3 separate regions of the Mus musculus genome follow, and regions 2 and 3 are each linked to region 1. The links are chromatin contacts, called in public HiChIP or PLAC-seq and capture Hi-C maps. All regions are on one chromosome and are shown on one strand. The core of a region is the stretch at or near the end of the contact, and the rest is flanking DNA. Distances in the headings are between cores, read along the strand shown. Region 1 holds the start of H4c8 (H4 clustered histone 8). Region 2 holds the start of Zkscan8 (zinc finger with KRAB and SCAN domains 8). Region 3 holds the start of H4c11 (H4 clustered histone 11).

Evidence for each region. HiChIP or PLAC-seq counts read pairs in DNA pulled down with a chosen protein or histone mark. Capture Hi-C pulls out chosen DNA fragments and counts their contacts.
Region 2: a contact with region 1 is called in a capture Hi-C map of macrophages, with 5 times the contacts expected there. The contact joins the promoter of Zkscan8 here to the promoter of H4c8 in region 1. A contact is called at or near these places in 4 of 39 promoter capture datasets (the 3T3-L1 cell line, cranial neural crest, hippocampal neurons and 1 more), 2 of 484 Hi-C or Micro-C datasets (B cells and olfactory sensory neurons), 1 of 115 datasets of contacts at active chromatin or transcription factors (astrocytes) and 2 of 9 other capture datasets (liver and macrophages).
Region 3: a contact with region 1 is called in an H3K4me3 HiChIP or PLAC-seq map of pro-B cells, with 14 times the contacts expected there. The contact joins the promoter of H4c11 here to the promoter of H4c8 in region 1. A contact is called at or near these places in 12 of 39 promoter capture datasets (the HPC-7 cell line, cranial neural crest, embryonic stem cells and 7 more), 18 of 484 Hi-C or Micro-C datasets (B cells, DN3 thymocytes, the STO cell line and 11 more), 18 of 115 datasets of contacts at active chromatin or transcription factors (T-cell acute lymphoblastic leukemia, VIP interneurons, acute myeloid leukemia and 12 more) and 4 of 9 other capture datasets (adipose tissue, liver, macrophages and 1 more).

The regions. Positions count from the first base shown.
Region 1 is chr13:23,528,905-23,533,812 of GRCm38.p6, reverse strand. H4c8 (H4 clustered histone 8) reads right to left here and starts at 2,769. Exons shown (of 1, transcript NM_153173.4): 1 at 2,335-2,769. The coding sequence starts at 2,698. The coding sequence ends at 2,387. Gm11335 (predicted gene 11335) reads left to right here and starts at 2,885. Exons shown (of 2, transcript NR_167693.1): 1 at 2,885-3,136. n-TMcat9 (a tRNA gene) reads left to right here and starts at 3,394; the gene lies at 3,394-3,465.
Region 2 is chr13:21,528,499-21,533,406 of GRCm38.p6, reverse strand. It overlaps Zkscan8 (zinc finger with KRAB and SCAN domains 8), which reads left to right and starts at 2,293. Exons shown (of 6, transcript NM_139141.4): 1 at 2,293-2,462. Gm32724 (a long non-coding RNA gene) reads right to left here and starts at 2,338. Exons shown (of 5, transcript XR_001780870.1): 1 at 2,253-2,338; 2 at 7-105.
Region 3 is chr13:21,732,456-21,737,363 of GRCm38.p6, reverse strand. H4c11 (H4 clustered histone 11) reads right to left here and starts at 2,330. Exons shown (of 1, transcript NM_178210.2): 1 at 1,908-2,330. The coding sequence starts at 2,268. The coding sequence ends at 1,957.

The DNA.
Region 1 (4,908 bases), core at 1,520-4,019:
TTGGCTACACATAGAGTTTTACCTAAACCAATGGTAGCTTGTATATGAAAAAACCTTGTTTTGATTGGATAGTTAACGCATAATATTTCAGGACTCTAAAAGGATAGCCACAGCTTTATTTAAATTGCAACAAGGGCTAATATTTTTTTTTCTTGGTGTTGTTTTCTGTTCACTATGCCTGAGCCCGCCAAGTCCGCTCCCGCCCTGAAGAAGGGCTCCAAGAAGTCCGTTACTAAGGCCCAGAAGGACAGCAAGAATTAATTAGGAAAAGACTAAATAAAAGGGAAAACTTGCTCCTTTGTGAGACAATAGCGTCTGGGTTGCATTCAGCCTAGTATTTGAGTAGGCTGAAGACTATATTTAAAATTATACAGAGAACTGTTCTCTTAATTTTAATACTTTCTCTTAAAGAGTTATTTTTAAGTATGTGCATGTCTTTGTATGTATAGATCCTCTGGAACTGGTGTGAGCCACCCAAATAGATAGTGAGCACTGAACTCTGGTCCTCTGCAAAAGCAGTAAACTACCATCAAGGCACCTCTAGCTCCAACCTTCAATACTTTTAATATTGCCCATAGTCCCATTTTTGGTCAAATTAAAATTAAAATTGTTTAAAGGTAGACCTTAAACCTGCAAAACCATACACAGAACCTATTTTTCATAGCCCAGACCACTGATCCAAACCAATGTCCTCCGCAAACTGAATAGTTGTAGAAGCCTCCTTACTACTTTTCCTTGACACTAGTTTTCATCAAACATCTATATTCATTGTTTTGACATTTAACTCAGGTCTTGCCTGTTCTCAGCTCAAACCCCTACCGTAGTTCCCACCTCAATGAGAGCAAACTCCAACAAAATGAACAAGGAACCCTTCACTCACTCATTAAGAGCACTGGCTGCTTTTCCAGAGCACCTGAGGCCCATCCCAGCACATACATAGTGGCTCACTACTGCCTTAAACCCCAGTTTCAGGGGATCTAGCACCCTCTTCTAGCCTTCTTGGGCACATGGTGCACAAACACCCATATACATTTAAATTATTCATACTTATAAATTCCAGAACTCAGAACAGTTGCTGACACATGTTGTGTTCAGATTACTCTTTTCAAGCCTCAGATTATTTTCTTCTTCAAACAACTTCTTAACCTCCATTAGTATATGATACTTTTCGCTTACCCACAGAAACCCTAATCTTTAAAAGTAAAGATGAGAAACAGGAGGTGCTGGGGTAGGTCTTTAATCCCAGCACTCGGGAGGCAGAGGCAAGGGTATATCTGGAGTTCGAGGCCAGCCGGGTCCACAGAGTTCAAGGGCATCTAGTGCTACCCAGAGAAACACGGTCTCAAAAAAGAAAAAGAAAAAAAAGTGGTGGTGGTATCATGATGACGATGACGAGAAACAGTCAGAAGGCTGAACAATGAGGAAAAGTATTTCTGCAAAACCTGTTAAGCTGAGTTGGATCCCTCGGTGGAAGGAGACCCAAAATCCTGTAAACTGTTCATTCACCTAGTAACACACACAAAGTGTTAAATAAACATCACATTAACACCCTGAATTTCTGTGATTTCATAGTATAATCATACAAGTAGATTGCTGGCCATGAAGAAAAGCATCTTTTCTGTCGAGTTTTTCTTTTGACTTTTGGGGGGTTTCTTTGTTTTCGTTTTGTTTTGTTTTTGGAGACATTTAGCCCCAAACTTTCGGTGTACAGTACTCTAAAATCTTATCACTCTTGGCTGAAACCAAATTCCTGAAGATACACTTAGACCACATCGAAAATATCAAAACTGCCTATACTGACTTAGATTTTATTAAAACATCCATCACGAATGCACTCCTACATGTTAACAATCGGGACGTTCCCATAAAGTTGCATATTAGAACTACCAGTTTTTTAATACTTTATCTAATGCCCAACCTTAATGAAACATTCCTTTTTTAGTAAACACCTCTCCACCGTGAGTGCCAGAAAAGCCCACACTGCATGGGTCTCCAGGACACGCCGGATTTCCGCAGTCTGCGCAGACGCTCCAAAGCACAGAAACAGCCAACCACCGTCGGTGCTGTGCACTCAGGCCCGCCCCACGCTCTAGTCCCAAACTGCGCAGCCGCTAGCTCTCGCGCTTTGTCCTTGCAACCTGCACCATATAAACAAAAAACTTTATACTTCCTACTTCAATAAATGCACGCTGCCCGAATATAATTTAAGAATTTGCCAACCTGGATTGTAAATACCTGAATAGTGAGTCGATTAACGTACTTACACAACGCTGCTAACGTTGCACAATCATTTCAAAACGTAAAACACATGTTCGCTCTTTTAATAAGAAAATGTGGGCGGCCCTGAAAAGGGCCTTTGGTTTTGTAGGTCAGAAGCAAGATTCGCTTAACCGCCGAATCCGTAGAGGGTGCGGCCCTGGCGCTTGAGCGCGTAGACCACGTCCATGGCGGTGACGGTCTTGCGCTTGGCGTGCTCCGTGTAGGTGACGGCGTCGCGGATCACGTTCTCCAGGAACACCTTCAGCACACCGCGGGTCTCCTCGTAGATGAGGCCGGAGATGCGCTTCACTCCCCCGCGCCGGGCCAGGCGGCGGATGGCGGGCTTCGTGATGCCCTGGATGTTGTCACGCAGCACTTTGCGGTGGCGCTTGGCGCCGCCTTTGCCAAGACCTTTACCGCCCTTGCCACGACCAGACATGGTGTACTTGCTGAAGAAAAAACCTCAACAGAGTGGAAGGCACAGGCACATTACTTATATGCAGTGTTTTCGGACCTGATTGAAGACTGAAACCCCCTGCAATGGCCCCGCCCCTGGCATGGGCAATGCCTAGTGACGTCACCAACGTTCGTTGTACTCGCTCCTTGAGCTGGGTCCTTTGTCCCCATTCCGGACTTCCCGGCCATTTTAACGAGTTCAGACTAAACAGTTTCTTTAGCAATACATATTTGTCACTTGTAACAAATTTAGAAAGACAGGAGATCTTTGGTGAGCCAAGCGATCACAAATACTGATGTGGAGGTCTCGCTTCCCATGTTTTTATTTTCGGCTGTAAAGGACTAAACACTGGAGAAAATAGCACCATTTCTTCCACTATCTCGACTTAAGGACAAACCTGATCCCAAACTCTTCGCGCAGGTAAATGCGTGGTTGGTCACTAAGACGCGCTGTATTGTTTTCTCCTTTGTCGAATTACTTACTAGTATGTTAATGTTTACTGATCTAGTCCAAATTTTGCTTTCTCTTTGACTCATTAGCGACATTATTCCCAACAAATATTAGCCTTTAGGTAGACAAAAATTAGAAGGTGCCTTCCTGCAGGCCTTTGTATGAAGTAGAGAAACACCAACTGCAAATAAAGTTAAGTATAATATTTTGAAAGGCTCTCTTTAAGTAGCAGAGTGGCGCAGCGGAAGCGTGCTGGGCCCATAACCCAGAGGTCGATGGATCGAAACCATCCTCTGCTATCTGGACTTTTTTTTTTCTTTTTTCCCTCCTCCTAAAGTTAAGTTCGTGAGGTAAATCGATCTCTGCAAAACGGAACTGGAACTTTTACATGGACGCTCAAGTGGTAACTCATGTGTTCTCTTGGTAATAAGTCAGATTTATTTTGCCCAATAAAACCTAAAATCACTACACGAAGGTGAATACAAGTGTAAGAGTGGAGGAACAGAGCTCAGTTTCTTCTATACATAATTCATAAAGCCTTATTTTTCAAGGGTCTGGTGGTAGGAATACATTCATTGATCAGTCCCTATAGATATTCTTTGCAATTACTAGAGTCTTAATCTTGACAACAATAGGTAGTGTTTTGAGAAAAGTGTGTGTAGTTAAGGGAGGATGTGGGGGTCTTCAGTTGAAGTCTGACTGAGAAAACCACTTCTGCTACCGACATTAGTCTCCACTTTCACAAAGATAAATCTTTGCTAAGCTATTGCTATTCTCTACGCTTATTTTTCAAGTTTTGTACTCACTGTCTTTTTTTATTTCTCTCACAGTAAAGATTCCTGTTCAAATTTTATATGTCACACTGTCCTAGAAGTTAAAACACAAAAAAAACATAGTAAGTAGTCTAGAATCAGTACAGATATTTTGGGTTACTTTGTTTTGAGTGACCTTGAAATGCTCCTCTTGCCTCTGCCAACAAGCTGTACTGTGTCTTCTTAAAATAGTTTTTCACTGGATCAGAAAACAGAAATCCAAAGGCCTCTCTCCTGTTAGGCTGTAGAGATGGAAGACTTTATTTCTTCTCAGAGGGGGTTAAAGGTAAAGATCAGCCTTTTTTTTTTTTTTTTTTTTTTTTGCTTCAAACCAAAAAAAAAAAAAAAAAAGTGAAAATTTTTTTTAAGAACTACTTTATGAGCTGCAAGAATAAAATTGATCTCAGCCCCATAACTACCCACCAGTTCAGTGACTTGGGGAAGTCCTTCCGTAACTACATGCGTGTGTAGTTAGGATTACAGGAAAGACTACAATACAGGAAAAGACTGTCACGAAGGAGAAGACTGGAGAAGGCTCTCTTGTCCTCTCCTCCATGGTGTCAGACATCCATCACTCCAGCTGAAAGCCACAGGAGTGTGCATCAGCTATGGCAGTCTAGTACTGTCTGTTCAACAGGAGTTCGAATAGTTCCAGGGAACTGGTTGCCTGGTGACCACATGCTTACTGGTCATAAATTAAATGCTACATTAAGTACACTGCCAGCATGGGTCACAGTCACTCCCTGCTTCAGGGATGGAGAATAAAATTACTACCCAGGAGCTATGAGGACATTCCCGAATTGTCATTTTCAGTGTATGGCTAAGGGTCATTACCATGGCCCTTACCCACAGAACTGAACATTAAATAGAGAAGTTCTGCTCCCATAGCCTTGCCCCAGTGTTATGGAGTGTGCAGCCACTGGGGAAAGA
Region 2 (4,908 bases), core at 1,044-3,543, 2.0 Mb after region 1:
TCGCACCTGTAATCCCAACACTTGGGAGGTCAAGGTAGAAGTATGTGAAGAGTTCAAGGTCATCCTCAGAAACATAGGTTGAAGGCAGTTTGGACTTTATGAAACCTGTCAAGAAGAAAAACTAAATCATCAAATTAGTTTTGGTTTGTGATTAAGACAGAATTCCCAGCAATATCTGAAATGACCACAACCATACTTGTGCTACTTTGTACTACATGCTTTTACAAAGTGGAATTCCCAGTATTGTCAATTATAAAATCAAAATATTGCTCTAACTACAGAATCTTACATTCTAACCACAGAATCTTACATCAAAACAGCAACTGGCCCTGATAGAATCTTTAATCTTCCCTCTGGAATTTCAGAGGGAAATTCCAAGCCTCTGTCTTCAGCACTGCTTCCAACATTCTTGTCTTCCAAGCTCCTACAGAACACTGAGGTTTCAACAATCAATGGTCCTTCTAGCCCAAATGTCCAGTCCTTCCACATTTCTCCCCCTAAACATAATCAGGTCTGTCACAGCAATACCCTATACCCAGTACCAATTTGTATAGGGTTGTATTGCTATGATGAAACACCATGACCAAAAAGCAAATTGGAGAGGAAAGGGTTTATTTGGCTTACACTTCTAGATCATAGTCCATCATTGGAGGAAGTCAGGACAGGGACTCAAGCAGACCTGGAGTCAGGAGTAGATGCAGAGGCTATGGAGAAGGCTGTTTACTGTCTTGCTTCCCCTGCTTTGTCCAGCCTTCGCTCTTATAGAACCAGGACTATCATCCATGGATGGCATCACCCAGAATAGACTGTGCCCTCCTCCATTGATCACCAATTGAAAAAATGACCTACAGCTGGATCTCATGGAGGCATCTTCTCAACTGAGGCTCTTTCCTCTCTGATGAATCTAATTTATGTCAAGTTGACACACAGAACCAGCCAGTACATGTAATAAATGCAGAAAAACCTTCATTCAACAAGAACATCTTGTTGGAAATTATAGAACACACACTGAAGTCCTATAAACATAGAGTATGGGAAAGATCTCAGTGGGCACAGAGGTGTTATTAAACATCAGAGAATCCATATAGGCTAAAACCCTATGGGTACATAAAGTGTGGAAAGCCTGTATAAGTTAGGCTCTAACTAGGTATCAGAGAATTTATAGAGTAAATTAGTTCTACTAAAAAGAGAACAGTACCAAAAATTACTTAGTGCTCAGGATTAATAGACAGAATCTACCTTAGAGACCACGAGTGCCCATAATGTGGGCAAAACTTCAATCATCATTTAAAAACTTGAATCAAAGAATATGAGTCAAATATTCTTTTATTTCTAATTTAGTTGTTTTGAAAGAGGAATCAACTTCAGAAGGCTTTAACCTATTTGTATTGACTTACATTTATAATACCAATTTTATAATCCCAAATTTATAATCACTTGATTTATGCTTTTAATCCCAACACTTGGGAAGGTGAGGCAGGAAGTTTGCCCTGCGGCCAGCTAGGGCTACAGAGAGACTTGATCTAAACTAGCAAAACAACAAAATGTAACCCTGTCTATTGTGTTCACTTGTGACCCAAGCTTGGCAATTCCTGGCTGAATATGACTTCTCCCTTCTGTTCTAGTTCTTTGCTTGTCCATTCGTTTATATGACACTAGGTAAGACATTCACATGTCCTCTGCCTCATTTCCTCGAGATGAGAATGAGATTCACCAACTCTATCTCAACAAGTTGAAACAGATAAAAGTTGTCTTTGACATTAAAAAGTAAACCAATGTTCATTGTTTTCCACCAATTTTCTATTTAAATTTTAAGTTAGGGGTCTGGTTATTTTGTAGACGTTTTGTTGTTTCCAACCATAAGTATCTGGAGGATGAGAACACTCATAGTCAAAGAGAAAGCAATGGTCAGTAGGAACTTTATAAATATACTACTGTTCCTAGGAACTACAAAGGTTTAAATTCTTCAATACGCAGTGAAAGTTGGGAATTTGGAGTAATCATGAAGCATTAATGGGAAAGCACAAGGTAACTAAGAAGAATAAAGAGAAATCCGTTAAGTATACTCCTGAGCCCAGCGCAGGCCTCTGGATCTGTGATCAGCCACCCAACTCTTAAACTTGTCACCTGAAGCCCGAGGCTGGCCAGACAAAAGCTTAGGTGACTTAAAGCTATGTCACTCCTCAGGATGTCCCGCATAGCCGCCCTCCACCTGGTGTAGCTGAGGGCGCTCGGTCCTTTTGCTGGCCTACCATAGAGCTGTCAGACCTCCGAGCTTCCTAGAGAGCTTCCGGAAGTGGCTGTGGGGCAAGATGCGTGCTGCCCGGCTCTGCGGCTCCAAGGGTTTGGAACTTAGCGGCTGCAGGGGTCCCGCTCGGGTTCGGTGTCCGTCGCGTCTCCTCGCGCGCTTCCCTGTCCGCGCTGTGCCGCCTCCCGCCCTCGGGCAGCGTGGGGAGCTCTCGGTGAGTGCGCTGGGCCGAGCAGGGGCGCTCGGGCAGCGGAGGCCCGAGAGCGGGGAGCGGGTCGGTTCAGGGCCTGCCGCCGCTGAGCAGGCCGACACCCGGCCCCAACTTCCTACGGGATGGCTCTCCTCATCGCCAGTCATCATGTATATAATTTTGCACTCGCTCTTACTTGTAAAGCCGGCCCGTGTACCAACTGTTTCTACTCAGCAGTTTTGCCGATCGGTCTCAAAATTCATTTTTAAAGATAATAATTTTTTTCTTTTGAAGCCTCTACCCCACGTGGAAATCTTTGATTTTTTTTTTTTTTGTTACTCTTTTTTTTTTTTTTCTACCCATAAAAGAAGTATATTATGAAAGTAGTTCATGTAATGGCTGAACAGTTGTATGCAAAAGAAATACTTTAAGTAATTCTGGGGTAACAAAATTAAACCTTATTCAGAATACTTTGCTTACCTAGTTTATTAAAGCTAACTGAAATAGAATCTTGAAAATTCGGTAGGTTCCCATTCCCAAAACTCGGGTCATTCATGAGTAATCTCTGTTGGATTTCTAAGACGTTGACCACCACTTGACCACATACTTCTATTTGTCCGATTCACTTAAGTATTGCTATGCAGCAATCATCATTTTAGTGAATGTGCACGTTTTGAGTTCCTTGTGGTTAAATATAAAAATGTCAGTCTTAAAAGCATTCATCAAAGCAACTTCCTTGAGAAGCCCATAGCCACGCTTGTGCGTCTGGCCCTCTCCTGAGTGCCTTTCTCCTAACCCTCATGCTCAAGCCTTATTAAAATAACTTTTAAAATCTCCAAAACAAACAAACAAAATGAATGAATGCCATTTCAGATAACTACAAAGCATGTTTGTTTCATCTACTTCTTCTTAATCTCTAAAACCTGGAGATTATCATTCCTGGTTTGTATTCGGTTCTCAGACATCTCTCAAGTTTAATTAATCAGAAAGGAAAGTACATCTCCTGCATCTCTTGAGAAGCCAGTATTTGAGTTGTGCCTTCCTTAGTTTTCAAGGCTTTAACATTTTCGATCCCGAATAAGCCTAAGATTGTTGCCTTTCCGTTCATAAGGCAATCATCCTGACCAGATGTTCTTCAAGGATGGTGTGTAGGGATCAGTGTTTCTCTGTAGGTACTTTCCAACACTGCAATGTGTATGCACAAAATTATTAGAGAGGAGAATGAAATGGCCATGTATGTTGGTGCATGCCCGTAATTAATTGCATGCTGTACTAGGGTTGGGAAATCACCAGTTTGAAAACAACCTTAGAGAATTTTGTTTTGTTTGGGGAGGATAGGTAAGGTCCACTCATGCCACAGTACCGTAGTGGAGGTCAGAGGACAATTGCAGGAGTCTGTCTTCTCCTTCCACCTTGTGGGTTCTGGGAAAGTAAACTCGGGTTGTCAGGCTCAGCAGTGGGCACCTTTATCTCCTGAACGGTCCCTCAGAGCCCCGTGTCTTTTTAACAGTACACCAGTCATATTGGATTGAGGACCTATCTTATTTCAGTTATAACTTCATGTTAATTTGATTATATCTATCTACAGTCTGCAAATAGGGTACATTTATAAGCATCTTTTTTGAAGACAGTAACATGAATGATGAGAAGCTTAACCAAAGTCAAGGAGAAGTCACCACTGCAGCCTTAGCAAGGGATATATATATAAACAAGAACAGAAACCATTAGTGTATGTATTCCCCACAAAGAAACAGGGACATCAAAGTGAGCTCTTTGGACCTGGAGCCTCTACTCTTAAAACAAATCTAGACACATTCTATGTTGTGTTGTAAATATAGCGCTCTAATGTTCTTTAATTCTATCAAGATAAAATTTTGATGAGTATGAAATTAAGAGAGCAAAACGTTTTTACAACCAATAATGTACCATTGTGAGAAAAGTAGTGTGTGTAGATATCGAGAATAAGGAAAATAAATAATTTGGCCAACAATGAAAGTAGTCCAAGAAGACTTAAATGAAAAGATAACATTCATGGACTGAAGAACCCTTGTTAAGATGTCATTCATAATGTGATATCAATACTGTTAAGATAGTATTTCTAAACTGAGATATAGATTCAACACAAGTTCAATTCTAGCATTATTGGGAATCAATAAGCTTATTCTAATATATGGATCAAAAAAGCAACAACCAGCAAAGCCAAAACAGCTTCAAAAACAGAAAAGTTGCAGGATTCGAACTACTTTGAAAGTTCGAGAGAAGGTAGATATATAGGTCACAGTAAGGGAATAAAGACTCCAGAAATAGTGTTTGTGGCCAGTCAGACCTCCCCCCCACCCCCGCTCTGATGAAAAGGCAAGTGATCCAGTATATAATCCTTTCTGTGAATGGAACTACAACAGATTTTCATGTGTATGTAAGGAGGGGGACCTCCACCCACACCTTCACTTCTGCAAAGGTTAATTAAAAA
Region 3 (4,908 bases), core at 1,081-3,580, 1.8 Mb after region 1:
ATTTTTATACAGAAATAATACTATAAAATATCTACAATTAATATACAGAATTAATGCAATACCTATGAAACTGTCCATGTCACATTTTACAAGCTTAGAAAAAATAATGCAAAAATCCAATAGAAACAAAAAAGAGCCAAAGCAATTGTAATGAGTAAGAAGAACGCTAATGTCATCACCTTACCTCAAGTTGTACATAGAGCTATAGTGATAGAGACAGCCTGGTGCTGGAATTAAAAACAACAACAACAACAACAACAACAACAACAAAAAGCAGAAAATCCAGTGGAATAGAATAGAGGACCTAGAAATAAAAAGGCAAAGCTATACCCACCTAATTTTTGTCCTAAAGTGGGAAAAACATGCTTTGGGGAAAGCCTGGCCAACATTGCTGGTAGAACTGGATTTCTGACTGTGGAAGACTGGAAATGAATTTGTATCTTTCATCTTGTGAAAAACTCAGTTCAAAATGGGTCAAAGCCCTGAAACATTTAAACTTTTAGAAGAACACAAAGGGAATGCCCCTGAAGATACTGTGGTAGGGAAAAATTTTTAAATAGAATAAAAACAGCACAGGATCTAAGGTCAAGTTTCAACAGATGGTATAACATGAAAAGTTTCTCTACTGCAAAGCAAACAATCAGAACAGCAAATGGACAACCTACAAAATGGGATCAAATCTAGGCTAGCTCTGTATAAGACTGGAGATTATGTCCAGGATTTACAAAGAACTCAGGAAGTGAATGCTAGAAAAATGAAGCTGCTGATCAGCACATAACTTGAATCAATAGTTTTCAAAACAAAGGTAAGTGGTCAGTGACTATTGTTAAGTGCTCAACAATAATCCAAGACATCAGGGATATGCAAATTAAAACTATTTAATGTGTGAAGTGGTTTGAGATACCACTTCAGTTAGGATGAAAGCCATCAACAAATGTTGGCAAGGATGTGGAGGGAACTCTGATTTACTGGTATTGGGGTGCGGGGTGGGGTACAAATCAATACAGCCACTGTGGAAATCAGTTCGGATATTCTCAAAAAATTAAAAATAGAACTCCAATATGACAAAGTTATTTTAAACCTGAGCATATATTCAAAGAATATAGAGAATCATAGAGATATTTTTTTACCTCAATGTTAATTACTGCTTTATTCACAATAACAAAGAATTGGAATCAACCTAGTTGCCCATCTACAGAGAAATGGATAATGAAAAATTTGTTAATCAAGCAAACATACATAAATATTACTCATCTCTAAAGAAAAATGAAGTCATAAAACATGCAGGAAAATACATGGAATTAGAATGTGTATTAAGCAAAACCACATGCTCTCTCCCATGTGGAACAGACTAAACGCAAGCATTGGACAACTTAAATTGTTTCTATTGACATTTATGTGGAAGTGTAAACGTAGTAACAGTGTACCTTCATTAACTGTTGACTCTTGGCCGTTTTATGATTTATTAATTAAAGTTTTATGGCTTATAAAAACTCAATTCAGAAATTCACACCTCCCCCATATTGGCAGTTTTATTCAGAATTTTATTGCATCCGAGACAGCATAGTTTATAAAGCCAGATCAACCTCATTCTACACAACTGAATGTACAAATCCTGAACTTAAGTGGTCTGTCGCAAGGTATGAAATGACTTAAGTAGGGAAGCATCCTTAAGAGGTGGAAGCAGAAAAATGGGCAAGTATAATAAAACTGCCTAGAACAAATAAAAAGAGTGAAACCATGTGAACACCTAGTGAACTCACCACTTGACAGGACTATTCAGCTTTCCTAGCATTGTTCCGCATGCAAATTAAGCACATACATGTTCGTTCTGATTGGACAACCTGTTACGAGCCGTTTTCACTCCAGTTCTCAGTTAACAAGCGTCAGCTCTTCTGTAAAAGATGTGGTGGTCCTGAAAAGGACCTTTAGGGAAATATAGTGTAAGCGAGCAGCTTAGCCGCCGAACCCGTAGAGGGTGCGGCCCTGGCGCTTGAGCGCGTAGACCACGTCCATGGCGGTGACGGTCTTGCGCTTGGCGTGCTCCGTGTAGGTGACGGCGTCGCGGATCACGTTCTCCAGGAACACCTTCAGCACACCGCGGGTCTCCTCGTAGATGAGGCCGGAGATGCGCTTCACTCCCCCGCGCCGGGCCAGGCGGCGGATGGCGGGCTTCGTGATGCCCTGGATGTTGTCGCGCAGCACTTTGCGGTGGCGCTTAGCGCCACCTTTACCGAGCCCTTTCCCGCCCTTACCTCTGCCAGACATGACTGCACTCAGGACAGCTCAGAACAGAGATGCTGACCGGGAGCCTGAGCGCCGTCTTTTTATACTGTAGCGGGCGGACCGAAATGAGAACCTGCAGGGAGGAGGCGGGAAGTTGCGCCCGCGGCCGTGGGGGAGGGGAAGACTTACCAAAAAGAAAAAGGGCGCCTTTTGTTTCCCTGTCTGTGCTTTCTGAGGGAACTAGCTCCTCACGCCCTTTTAAGAGTTTGGAGAATCGAGCGCACAATCAGTACACTGATTGCACAAAATACAGAAAGCCAAGCGGCCCCTTAACAACCGGTAACCCCGTCCAGAGAGGACACTGCAGGCGGCTGCTAAGGCGCTTTGGTGCTCAGTACACACTTTCCACCGTGCAAACCGTGCTCTGAATTACCTTGTGTTCCTTCTCTATTGTAACCGCATTTCAATTTTTTTTTTTAGTTCAAACTTCCAAAAGGCCATTTTAATATGTTTATAAGAATTTATAGAAACCTTTAAGCCGATTTCAGTTCACAGTTTGCTTGGACCCCTGCTCACACCACACAATCTGGGAAACCCTGTCTGCTGTCCTTCCCTCAACCCCATATGCTTGGAGAAAACTTCAGGCTAACATGTCATCACCCTCACCTAAGAGTTTCTGGCAACCAACCCTGGCTTGGAAAAGGGCAAGACAGGGTCTAAACACTATCTCAGTCGCCCTTGGGGTGCCTACTTCAAAATTTATCCAAAGTGGGCTGGAATCCAAAATGCCTGACTTTCCTTTGTTCTTTGGTCTGCCCTCAGTACACGCTGACCCGTCTGGATGGCCACTAGAGGGCACTCTTGACTATAACATCCTTCGTGATCTTGAAATTTTCTGCTGGTTTAAGAATGGTCTGGACTCCCTTTGTTCACGTTTTGGGGGAACTGAATTCTTGTCCCTCCGTCTGTAGTGCTCGATGGCTTAGGCCAAGGTTGCAGCATTTTCAGACATACAGGGACTCAGACCTCGAGCAACCGTCATCTGAATCACTGGGTCTCCACCCCTTCTCTTCTTCTCTCCCCCTCCTACACACTAAGTGCTTTGTCTAGTGGACAGCCTTCTTCTCTGCACCCAGGCCTTTCTCCTATTCCACCTAATCCTTTCCCAATCCCACCCCACCTCCCCCACCCCCCCCCCCCAAAAATCACATACTCTGCTTACTGAAGTCTTCTTGCCTATACCAATGCCTTCTGTCTTCCCCTCTGAGCTAAAGGCCATGCACAATTAGCCTCTTCCCCTTACCCACCTTCTTCCCCTCCTCCCTGCTCCTCCTTCTTCTTTACAGGTTCCACTTATAGGTTAACCCTCTCCCCTTTATCCACTTCCACCCTCCCTGCCTACTCTGCTTCCTGCCTCTACTTCGTTGCTGACACCCACACCCTGGCCCCATCCACACTGGCCTACTACCCCTGGAATCTCCCCTGTAGCCTCTTATACAGGGTCCCACCAAACCTGTGCTCCCTTCTGCCCTCTCCAGGAAGCAGTTGGAGTTGAGGGTGTTGTTGAGTTCATGTTCCTTTTCCTCCTCAAGACCTCCCCAGATTGAAAAACTGCTAGGATCCTTCTCTGTCAACCGGTCTGCCAGTGTTAAGGCGTTCCGGTCCCTTCGCCAGTCATTAACATGAGGCACGACCTTTATATCATCCAGGCCTCCACTCTCACTCTCACACAGTGTGAATGTGTGCCAGCCAGCAAGCAGACCAGACCCATCTAGTGGACGATTGATAGTGCTGTGCTTGTGAGTCAAGTTGACAAGGAGCAATTGTGTTGCTTTTGTGTGTCAGCTTGACACAAGCTAGAGTCATCAGAAAGGAAGTGGCTTCAGTTGAGAAAATGCCTCCATAGGATAGAGCTGTAAGGCATTTTCTCAATTAGTGATAGGTTGGGGAGGGCCCAGACCATTCTGTGTGGTGTCATCCCTGGGCTGGTAGTCCTGGGTTCTATAAGAAGGCAGGCTTAGCAATCCATGAGAAGCAAGCCAGTAAGCAGCACCCCTCCATGGCTTCTTCATTAGCTCCTGCCCTCAGCCCTGCTTGAGTTCCTGTCCTGACTTCCTCCAATGATGGACTGTGATCTGGGTGTGTAAGCCAAATAAACACCCTTCCCCCCAACTTGTGTTTTGGTCACAGCAGCAGAAACCCTAAGACACCGCAGCATCTCGTGTCTAAAGTCAACTGTGCTCTTCTGCCATAATATACTTGGGGATTCAACTTAGCCAGGGCTCTAAGACCCTTATCTGCAACTGTGTGTGGCCTCTGAGGGACCTACAGCCCCCAATGGTTGTGATCAGATTCTTTCATTTTTGTGACCTGGTTCTTCAGACATTGAATCCCCAGTGTTACTATTATGGCTAAGCCACTATACCAAGTGGCCAAGGAAACCCCCAATGGGACTCTCACTCACGTGGCTATATAGCTCTTTCAGAGTCTTCTTGGCCCTACTACCTCTTTATTGATGAGAGGCTGGGGGCAGCAACAGGTGTCCTGGCCCAACCTGTTATGCCCTCCCACCTGTCGCTTTTCTGTGTAGACAAATGGACCCTACTGTGTGCGGGTGGCAGCCATTTCTGCGGGCTCTAGCAGTGGTGCTGAACTCTCCCAAGAGGCTCTCAAAGTCTCCAT